Linked DNA regions of Anas platyrhynchos: region 2 is linked to region 1. The links are chromatin contacts, called in public Hi-C maps. All regions are on one chromosome and are shown on one strand. The core of a region is the stretch at or near the end of the contact, and the rest is flanking DNA. Distances in the headings are between cores, read along the strand shown. Region 1 overlaps FBLN5 (fibulin 5). Region 2 has its middle 31 kb from the start of PPP4R3A.

Region 1 (5,624 bases), core at 1,158-3,657:
TTCAGAAAGCAATGTAAAGGCATGAAAGCATTGTCATGGGAAGCCGTGGATTCTTCACCTCTTACTTATCTATAAAATACATTAGGCTACCAAGTAATCCCAAGTAATTGGGTTTAGTGCAAACACTATGGATGAAATTCTATGGCCTGCAATACTTAGAGATCTAGCTGGAGCTGAAACATTTTGAGGCCCAGGCAGGTACATACAAAAATGTGAAAGAATCAGGCAACTTTTAGAAATGTGCTGCCTCCCCCCGATTTGTTTACCCAAATCGTTCCATATTTAAACAGGAACAGTGCTAATAGCCCCATTCAGATATACCCAATTTCCAGACAATGCAAATCAGTCTGTGGACTTTTCAGCACATTTAGCCTTTAAGCGGCAGGAAACTACTTGGACCCTGCGATAACTAGCATCTAATGTTTTTAAAGTACTTCCTGAACATGAGCTAGTTAATATTTACAGGAAATACTCATATTAACAAACGGGCTGCATTTGAGCATATATGAAGTCAATTAGTAATGTAAGTAAATGTCTCATTACGTTACAAACCTTGCTGTTTTTTTCTACTCACTGATAAGTGTTTTTCCAGTCTAACTTCCCACACATCTGAGTATCATATCATATCCCACCTGGTGACCTGGTAAGGAATTGCAATTTATTATTTGTATAAAGCTTACTAATGGTAAATGCAGCAACAGCAGGTATCTATAGCTCTTTAGGTACACTTAATGGTTGTGTTGCAAAAACATAGCTTATTTGGTTCACTAGATATGCTTCACACAGACAGAATTTGCTTCTATGGCTGTGGGTATGGTACTCACTTCTCGTTAATCTGGATATAAGGATCCTCGCATCTTACTGGGTCTAAACATTTATATTCTCCTGGGATATTGAAACACGTTTGCTGTGGAGTGCAGGTGAAGTTTCTAGTTTCACATTCATTGATATCTAAAACACAAAAAAAAAACAAGAGAAAGACAAGCAGGGATGTATATGCAAGGCACAGCTCTTTTATTGCTATGTCCATCATAAGGAATTGCCCCAAAATTTGCAATGCTCTTGCACCATGAGAAGTGGCTTTTTGATAACTGGCCCCTCTTCTAAGACCAGTTTTTACTCTATTCATTTCTCGTTACTGGAGTGATTCCGTATGCTAAGTGCTGCAAAAATAAAAAAGAAATTGGCTGCTCAAGCTTTCTGACCTTACAGAATGTGAAAACTAAAGAGAGACGTGCAGCAGAGAGGAAGGCATCTGAGGGCTTTACTGTGTAGCTGTTTCTTAGGCAGTAAAGCCTTCCTTACACCAATTGACCTCAGTGGGACTGCTCGTGTGATGATGTTCTCACCAGAATCACATAATTGGCCCCTATGAGTATGTCACTTATGCAATGCCAAGACCAAGCATCTCAGTCCTTGAAAACCTCTTTCCAGACACAGGACTTACTTGCTAGTCCCTCTGGGTGCTGGAATGTTCTTACCTTGGCAGCTTCTGCTATCATCAAGCAGGTTATAGCCCGAAGGACAGATACAGTAGTAAGAACCAGGCCCATTCACACATTCGTGCTGGCAGAGGAACTCTGAGAAGCTGCATTCGTCCATGTCTGCAACGGTAAAATACAGTTTAGAGTTTTTGGCTTCACAGTCAAAAGAGCAGTCCCACAAGCAGGGGCCATCCAGACTATGTGCCTATCACCCCAGCTGGAGTTTGGCACCTTCCAACTCCTCAGAGCTCTGAGGCAGCCTGGCAAAATACTGTTAAACAGGTTCTTGGCTAAACCTTTTTTTTTTTTTTTTTTTCTTTCCCTAGGGAAACCAAGGCCGCTGCTCAACACAATGCATGGCTCTTATATATTTATTTTTCTTTTTGAATACCTGTCACCAGTTGGCTGTGTTTTCGGTTCTGTTTTACGTCAGAGATAGCGGTACTCCAATAACAAATCTGCAACTGTAATTTGTAAGTAGAGACTTGGTGGTGCTTTTCTTTACTTTTTTTTTTTTTCTTCTTCTTTTTCTGGAGAGCAAACTTCCCTTTCCCAGGGCCACATGGGTCCCAGCAGAAATCCTGCAGCCAGCCCTGGCTGTTTTATGCTTCTTAGCCTCTAGCCAGTTACTTGCAAGGCGTTCCAAGCAAGACTTCAGAGCTCATCCCTGCTTGAGTCAGACCGACTAGAAGGCCCAGAGTTCTCCCAGATACCCAGGAAGCTAAACAGGCTGTCCAACCTCTGATTGAAAGCAGAAAATGATCTCTTTTCCCCTTTTCTCATGAATTGATCAGTCATCATATTCTGCAGAACTGTGCTCAAGTAGAAAGATGAACTTCTGAGCTGCACATGGAGGCATGGCTGACCGAGGAGAAAACACATGCAAAGGCGCTAGACTGAGGGAGGCTGCTGTTAATCATTTCCTTATTTCTCTATTCAGGGGAAGAAAGAAACAAAAGCCATAGACCCAGCCAGGAACTCCCAAGTTCATATTCCCAGCTCTGACATGTTGACTCTCCCAGGCAAATCACTTTTACTCCTCAGACTGAATTTCCCTTTCTTTAAATTGGGCTTAGGCCATCTATACACTTCTGTTGTTTTGTACAGATGCACTTGAGAAAGTATTTGAAGTCCAAATGTGCTTAAGTGGCTTTATGTCTGCAACCACATAATCAAAAGAGAGATGAAGGGAACTTCACAGCTACACAGTCCTGTTAGTGTGTGGCTTGCCCCAGCGAGTTCACTGAGAAAAGCACTCCATAAGGGCACTGGGATATCGCCCACTCCCTCTAGGTCTTGCAGCCCAGCCCTCAAGCACCATCAGATTCATGTAACCTGTGAGCAGCTGCTGTCAAGTGCTGGAGGTACATAAAGCCCCAAGGGCCCCACGTTGCTGCTGCTGAACCACATGGGGCAGACACAGCCAAACCCTTCTGCAGTGGTTCTGTCTACTGCATCTGCAGGGGCCATTCCTTTTGCAAGCCTCAGTGATGTCCAGTGGTTGTTTGTGAAATGAAAGAATCTCATTCAGAGGAATTTCACCCACTTCCAACAAGTGTTTGCTTGTGCAGAAGGGTCAAGAGATGTTTTTCTGCCCTAAATCTGAGTGGTGGAAAATCCCTTTTGCAGGCTTAACTCTCAGCCACAAATGAGGTTTAAGCATAACCTCTCTTGGCACCTTTTTATACTGGCAATGTTTGTGTGGTATTGCACTCAACTTAGTTGATTCAGGCCCTCAGCTAGCTCAGGAACATGTAAAAATTTAGAAGCAGAAATTCTACTGGAAAGCAGAAATCTTAAGTTAGGTGTTGCAGCTGTATATGTTAAGACCCTTTAGAGATTTAGGTCTTTGTACTCTCCCTCATAATAAGGAGATTTGCATGAGAGAACAACTTCAGATACACTAATCTATATACAGACTGCATATCACATGTCTTCTCTTTCAGAAACAGCATGTTACATCTGTTTACTGTAAATTAAAAAACAAGTATTTTCCAGTGTGTTTTTCCTTCCAAGAAATATTGGCTGGATTCTCTAATTTTATCAGGCTGTGGGAACATTAAGCACAGAAATAAGTTTTGCCTTCAATTAAAATAAAGCAATAAAATAAAAACAAAAACAAGAGAGGGAGAAGTAGAGTGACATAAGCACAGTTTCATCTGCTATGAACTGAACATATCAGCTCTGCTAAGAAACCACATATTACTTCTGAAGCACAGCCAGAACCATCCGAAGGAAAAGAGGGAATGTTTCAGGCAGAAGGGTGCAGTTGTAAGAGCAAGAGCAATACATGCCTTCTACTGGCAAATGGAAAAGTGCTTTTTGCATGACTATTTCTTTAATCACATAAGAATGTTCTAGGACTGTCCCTAGTTTACTTGCTTTATTAAGGCTCCCATTTATCACTAGAAAGCATTTTGTATGTTTTGCTGTTATCTTAAAGCTTTTTAAGATTTAGCTTTTTTCTTTAAAACTATTTGCAGCCATCCTCCATTGTGCTTTTCTGGGCATTTGCTGTGTAGTTTAACTGGAAGAATCAGATTAGCGGCTATCCTGCTGCTAGCCATAGACCAAAGCAGAAGACTTGTAAAAAAGCATGTACAAAACAATACTTCAGGAAAGGAAAGCCAAATAGAATTAAAGAAACCAGACCCAACAAATAACTGAAGACAGTTACCGCTGCAGTTAACTCCGTCAGCTTCCAGTTCATAGCCAGGTTCACAACGGCAGAGAAAAGAGCCATAGGTATTGACGCAGGACTGAGTGCAAGGGTTTTCGCCTGTGCATTCGTTCACATCTGCGGGAAACCAATGCTCATTGCATCAGTGACTTCTCCCCAAACTCTATTTTCAATTCATTACTGTAAAGCATTTGAAAGAGATTATCTGTACAGTAAAAATGGTTTGTTCTGAAAAACATAACCAAGTCAGTAATGTTTATTTGGATTAAGGAGATGTTTGGAAATAGCATGTTGGAAACACAACATGCATGGAAGTGAAGGTTTGGGGAATACCTTAATTCAAAAAAATAACGTGGAAGATGGGGTGAATATTTGATTACAAGGACTTCTCTCTTTATCCTGTAATTTTAAAATTGTAGAACTGATTATACAGTTGAACTGATTATACAGATTATAACAGACCTGAGGAAAAATGCAGCAGGATACACCTGAGGAATTAAATACAATGAGGAATGGTCCTTATGGAAACCTAGGGCTATGGCAAAGCCTTTTTTTTTCTTTTTCTTTTTTTTTTTTTTTTTTTTTTATTCCTTTTAGGATATTAGCAGCTTCTGGAGAGTCCTCACATCATTAGCACAGACCATTTCCTGGAGAATGTGGGAAGATGCTCTGCATTGCTGCTTAGCTAAGGAGAGGCTTCATGGAGAGGTTGTGTCAACTTGGATTCAGGTAGCACATCACAGCAAAAGGTAGTCAGGTGCTCAGGACCCTCATGTGGAGCTTGGGAGCCTCAGATCTAATTTTTTCATCTGATAGAGATTTCCTCTCTCAGGTGGGTCACACAGCCTCAGATTTTAAAAATACTTCAGTGCCTAAATCTCAGTAATTTCAGTGAGTGTCTTTAGCAGGGTTTGGCCTCGTGCATATCTATGGATACACTGCTCATGTCGCTACCTGTATGTTACCTCAGCCCCTCCTAGGTACTGTGGTGACAAACATATGCTCACATGGGAGCTACAGAAATACCTCAAAAAGACAAACCCATCAACATTTCAAAAGCGATGTTGGGAAGCTTACTTTTATGCTAAAAAGTAAGCAAGTTTTAAGAGTGTTGCTGGGTTGGGACCAAAGGTTTCAGTTATGGTACAGCGTACACAGTACCTTGGCATGATCTTCCGTCATCATTGAGGGTAAAGCCTGGGTTGCACGTGCAGGAGTAGGAACCGGGCACATTGGCACAGAGCTGCTGGCAATAGCCATAGCGACATTCATCTATGTCTACAAATGAAAAAAATTAGAGTGATCTGCATTTTCACATGCAGACACAAAGCATCAAGTACACTGAATCAATAGCACCAGAAACAGAGAAGTGACCCAGCACAGTAGTTACAGACTAACAGCCAAACTTGTAGGTGTTCAGATCCAATTAGTCAATCATGTCTCTGCTCAAAAAGAATGCA
Region 2 (5,624 bases), core at 1,710-4,209, 76 kb before region 1:
CAGCCAGCAAGTATATTTATATAATCAGATACAAACATGTAATTGGTAAGTCTCACCATTCTGTGTTTGTTTGGGACTGATGGTCTAACAGTGAAAGACTGATCACTCACCATCAAACCCATCAACAATTCAGCCCCCTACCCTTTTTGCTAAACATGGAAGACATCTGTAATATTTAAGACATCTGTGTTTAAAGAAGGCTTTGGCTTTCTCTCAACATAGTTTTTCATCATACTTGACCCCGCAGTAAATCTGTAGCAGCAAATCTCATTTTGCAAGCATAGAACACAGGATCACTGTAGACTCAGCCAAGCAAAGGTTAAGGAGATACATTTCTGTTCAAATACACTTAGCTCTAGAATTAGCAGAGGCAACACAGAAAGTGCTTGGCTGAGTGCATAGACTTAAAATGATATTTTTTTCCCAAAGTTCATTCTAGTGCTAATATGCCTCTCAACAAATGCTGGAATGTCAGTCGTTAGATGGGGGAGAGAAAACTTTCAGGATGTCCCAGACGAACTACATTGGGACAGTTATGTTAAAACGGCAGAATTTTTTTGCAGTGAGGTCCTTGAAATTTATGAACCCTTAAATTGTTTGTTAGGAACAGCAGGAAATGATGGACTATTTTTATCTTTTATCTTAGATTGGAAGGTCTCTGGGAGAGGTACTGTCTTTTTTGTGTGTCTGGCTGAAAGTTGGCAGAACAGGGGCCTATCCCTGACTGCCCCTCATCTGTGACTGCTGGGTCAGTCAGAGGAGAATTTGCCATTGGATTCAAAGGGCAATGAATCAGATCTCTCTGTAATATATATATAAATGATAATACACAGGGAGTAATAATTGAAGAGAGGGTCTCTTAGGTTCTAAATGCTGATTGCAAGGATAAAAATGATTAGAAGTGTTTCTCTTGTCAATTTATATCCTAGAAGGATGGAGAGAAAGGTCAACCAGTCAACCCACAAACCAGCTCTGCTCGTGTGTGTGAGTTGGAAGCTGCACAAGGGTGCTATTTCTCCTTTTCAAATAACATGAAAACTCTTTTTTATTTTTTTTTTAATTAATTATTTTTTTTCCAACAAGGAAATGGCACAACCAAGCCCTATTTTTAAACTGAACTGTTCTTGGACAGTACAAATGAAAAGTAATGCTATTCTGACTGTACATTTTGTAACCTTAAAAGGAGAGAGCTCTTTTTCAGGGAAGATCAGGATTTCTGCCAAATATTATCAGCAATGGGGTGGAAGGCAAAACATTGTTTTCACAACTTTCTTGACCATTAGTGGTAAATCTGATCTAGCCTAATACAGTCTCTCTGTGTATCCCTTTTAGGAGGTATGTAGGGCTGGTAAAGAGAAATATTTGTCAATCTCTGTCCATTTTGACATGGGTTGGAGCTGTGGTGAAACCTCTGTATTTCCAGACCACCAGACAAATGCATCAGGTGGTTTCTTACTTCAGTATGGTCCTTTGCAAAGATTCTAGTGTGCTAGTTTTACTTAGCAGGGCAGATGAGCTCCACCACAACCACTCTCTCACTCCCCCTCCTCAAGGGAGAGGTGGAGAAAATACAATGCAAAGGGCTCAAGGGTTTAGAAAAGGACAGGGAGATCACTCAACAGTTATCATCATGAGCAAAACAGACTCAGCACAGGGAGATTAATGTAATTTATTACCTATTACTAACAAGCTAGAGTAGTGAGAAACTAAAAGCAATTACAAACACCTTCGATGCATTCACCCTCTTCTATGTCCTACCCCTGAGTGGCACAGGGGAACGGGGAGTGGAGGTTGTGGTCAGTCCCTAACACTTCATCTCTGCCGCTCCTTCACAGTCACTCTCTGTCCCTGCTCCATGTGGGGTCCCTCCCCTGGGATGCCATTCCACAGCAGCAAACTGCTCCAGCACAGATTCCCCATGGGCAGCAGCTCCCCCCAGACTCCCTGCTCCTGCATGGGCTCCTCTCTATGGGCTGCAGCTCCAGCCCGGGGCCTGCTCCTGTGGGGCCTTTCCATGGGCCATAGCCTCCCCCGGGCTACATCCACCTGCTCCACCAGGGGCTCCTCCACGGGCTGCAGTGTGGAGATCTGCTCCATGTGGGACCCATGGGCTGCAGGGGGACAGCCTGCTCCACCGGGGAGCTCTCCACAGGCCTCAGGGAAACTCATAACCCAAGCTATCAGCATGATGGTGGGTTAAGCAGTCCTGATGCACTGTGCTTTTTGGTGGTGATACCTGGTCCTCTCACCTCACAACCATGTTAGCATGGGGACATCTCCCCAGCTGTACTGGCTGCACAGAGCACCACAGATTGCAGCATGGCTCTTGCCCACTTTTCAAATGATCCATTTACCAGAAAAAAACTCATTATTCCATTACTCCCCCGCCAAAAAAAAAAAAAAAAAAAAAAAAAAAGGAACAGCTGTAGCACTTGTGAAGAGCCTGGGAAAGGGCTTGAGGGGAGGGTGTGTTGGTGTGCGAGCATGGACCCAGGCACATGGACGGAGCCAGAGCTGAGGAACGGGGCTGTTTGGTGCACTTCAGACTGACTAAAATTGCGATGAGGGGGCAAACTCTCCCTTCCAATCTCCCTATTTAGCACAGGGCTGCCATATGGTTTTCTGACTGTTTTCCACAGTAGCCACTGTGTGGCAGAAGAGATCAAGACTATGATTTTCTGCAGAGGACAAGCGATGGAAGCATGCAGCTTTTAGCTGCCTGCATGGGGCAGGCGCCATATTGTGTGGGAGGGCGGTGTGGAGGGGGCCCATGCACCACAGCAGAAATAACAACCACTACCCGAACAGATGTGCCGTTCGCTGACAGTTCATTGTTTTTAAGGGTGCGAAAGAGTCCAGGTCAGGGCAGTTCACTCCGTTAAATTGGCAGAGCCAATGGTTGCCATTGTTTTAACACCGAGGACAGCCTGCCCTGAACCTCATCTGCCTCCCAGGCCAGTGTGGCAGAGTGGGTGAGGTGGCGGCCAGGACATGGCTGTTGGACCTGGCAGAGCTGCCTTGGAGCAGAAGGAGCTGTGTGGACGTGAATGTGCCGACCGGCTGGGCACCACAGTCAAAACTGAAGTTAAAAATAATCCCCTCAACAGAAGACAATAAATAGAACTCCAGGGAGTTCCTGTTAGCACAACGAGGAAAATTGAATGGCTTTTCCTCTCTTGAAATCCTATGTTCCTCAAGAGAAAAAGAAAATGTGTTGATCCATATTCACAGCAGAGGAGGGAGCCTCATATTTTAACCAGACGCTAGATTTTCTCAAAAACATACTTTCAGAATTCAAAAATCATTGGCAAAGTCAGATTCAATTTGATAATAAAATTTTCTTGACATGAAAGTAATATGAAAGGGTCAGTGTATGTTGTTGCTGTAACGTTTAGTTGCGATGTCTGGGCAAGGGTTTAGGTTAAAAAATTACGTTTTCATTTTAAATTTGATTTTCCAGTTGATGCATAACAAGAAATCAAAATAAACCCTTTTGTTTTGGGTTGAATAAAATGTTTTCATTTCTACCCAAACCAAAATTGTTTTCCATTTGTTTAGTTTGGCCACTGAACTGAAAGACTAGCATGTCATTATCCACACTTAATGGCAAAAAAGACATCTTAAGGACAGGCAGGGTTTTAATTAGTTCCACTTCAGCATTTAAGATCAATGCTCAAATGGAATTCCTGACCAGGAGTTAAAATAATGAATGCAGGTTTGTTTGTTTGCTTTTTTTGTTTTGTTTTAATGTTAGTTTTGCATTAGATACTAGATATTAGAAGTGAATCAGGACTTTCTCAACATAACCATCACGTCTATGTAGAGAAAAGATGGTGCCTGCTTAGTGTGCTTGTAAACAACAGAAATAAACAGAGTTGGGTAATACAAAGTAAAAAACAGTTATGATTGTCTATGATAATAAGCTACAGTCTCGGCACATTTACTTCAGTGTTGACAAACTAAAAGAAAAAGACAAAACAAAACAACACATATCTACCTCTCAACTAAAGCCAGTGTGTCAGAACACACTTCAAGTGACATCAGACTGTATTTAGAGAACAGTGTTGAAGATAACTATGGGAACAACTGATGTTGAAATCCAAGACTATGAAGACAGCAAAAGCACAAAACACACATATGGATCTGCAAAACTTTTAAGAAATGTTCCAAATTTTAAGCAAATGTTTTTGATGGAAACCCATGAAAATAAAATAAATTAAAAAAAAAAAAAAGGCAAATTTAACTATTCACTTCATATTTGCTCACTCTAGGAATGTTTAGGAATTCTGTAATGGATTTGTACCTCATACACTGTTCAAAAGATCTCTATCTTACCAACTTGTGCTATATTTCAGTGGCCAAAATGTTTCTCTTCTGTTTCTCATGGCATGGTCTTACAGAACTGTGCTATTAGTCTTGAAAGGCAACATGCATACAATTTGGCTTTTATAAACATGTAGAATGTATTTCCAGCATGTGAATATGGGCATTAGTTTCAATAGGGCTAATTAACTTGCTAAAAAAATTTGATGGGGCTAGACTGTTAAGATGACTACTGGCACAAAGGCTATAAGCCCCTCACTTTTACAAGCGAAACACTTGCAGTGGTTACAGGTTAAGCACGTTAAACAGGTGGCAACTGAACAGGGAAGAACAGCTATGAGAAAGCTTAAATGTTGGTCAACTAGAGACACTATTGCTGCAAGAAATGACTATGACAAGACTGATCCTACTTCCTTGGATGTCTGATCCTCTGGCTAAACTTCAAGAGAGAAGTTTGGGTATACATCTAATGAGGAACCAGAATCCAGCTGTCAGTGGCCAAAGGAGTCATAAACTGCCAAGTGGAACAAATGAAACATCCTACTGTAAGAAAAAAAAATGAAGCTATTCAAATTTACTCAGTTCACAAAGACCTATTCATTCATGTGTTCTTTTTACAAGGTCCTATTAAATTGCTAGTCCTTTTGAGACTGGTTTTCATTGTGCATTGCAAAGTGAAAAGCAGAGAGGAACTTAATAAAGTCACTGCTCCGTACCAAGCTTCTGCTCATTTATTCAGCTATATACCAGTTTTGATGCCCAATTTGACACAGAAACTACGAACTACTGCATAGTCGACTGGAAAAAAAAATCAGAAAGAAAAAGAAGGGAAAAGAGAAATACTATCACATGATTGCAAGGCAAATCATGGAAACACAAACCAATTGTGTCAGCTTCCTAAGTCTTTAGCCAGCCGAAAATAATAACACTAGGAGGGTGCACTTGACCTCTGCATCTCAGTGGGTTGTTTACCTTTTTCCCTGCAGGTTTCGAAGTCAGTACTCATTGCTGATTTCCACTGTTGGTCATTCCAAGAGATGTGTATTTCAGGAGTTTGTATCCCAGGCCAACCTGCTTCCTCTGATGAGGAATTTGCTACTCATGTTGCCCTTCAAAAGGCAGTCAAAGCCTAATTGCCTACAGATTTTAGTTTGTTGATGATTAGGTTGTTTCCTGGATCATATCTTTTCAGTAGCACCAGACTTGGATTTGAACTGTTGCTTTGAGTTAGCACATTGAGCAGGGGCTGCAGGATCAGCTCTGCATACTGAACAGTTTTTTCCTGCTGACTTATATAAACA

Evidence for each region. A called contact is a pair of places that touch in the nucleus more often than the background predicts.
Region 2: a Hi-C map of subcutaneous adipose tissue shows a contact between it and region 1, with 1.7 times the contacts expected there. The contact joins two enhancer-like sites. A contact is called at or near these places in 5 of 8 Hi-C or Micro-C datasets (F1 follicle, liver, skeletal muscle and 1 more).

What each region holds. Positions count from the first base shown.
Region 1 is chr5:16,943,979-16,949,602 of IASCAAS_PekinDuck_T2T, reverse strand. FBLN5 (fibulin 5) reads right to left here. Exons shown (of 11, transcript XM_021273666.4): 6 at 5,326-5,442; 7 at 4,162-4,281; 8 at 1,482-1,604; 9 at 825-951. Among named protein-coding and RNA genes, the nearest start is that of TC2N, 24 kb to the left of the region's middle. Within about 2 kb of position 2,407, at least 1 of the 8 cell types and tissues checked has an H3K27ac peak or open chromatin away from gene starts, as enhancers often do. A contact at or near this core is called in subcutaneous adipose tissue, where this site is marked.
Region 2 is chr5:17,020,781-17,026,404 of IASCAAS_PekinDuck_T2T, reverse strand. No RefSeq gene overlaps it. Among named protein-coding and RNA genes, the nearest start is that of PPP4R3A, 31 kb to the left of the region's middle. Within about 2 kb of position 2,959, at least 4 of the 8 cell types and tissues checked have an H3K27ac peak or open chromatin away from gene starts, as enhancers often do. A contact at or near this core is called in subcutaneous adipose tissue, where this site is marked.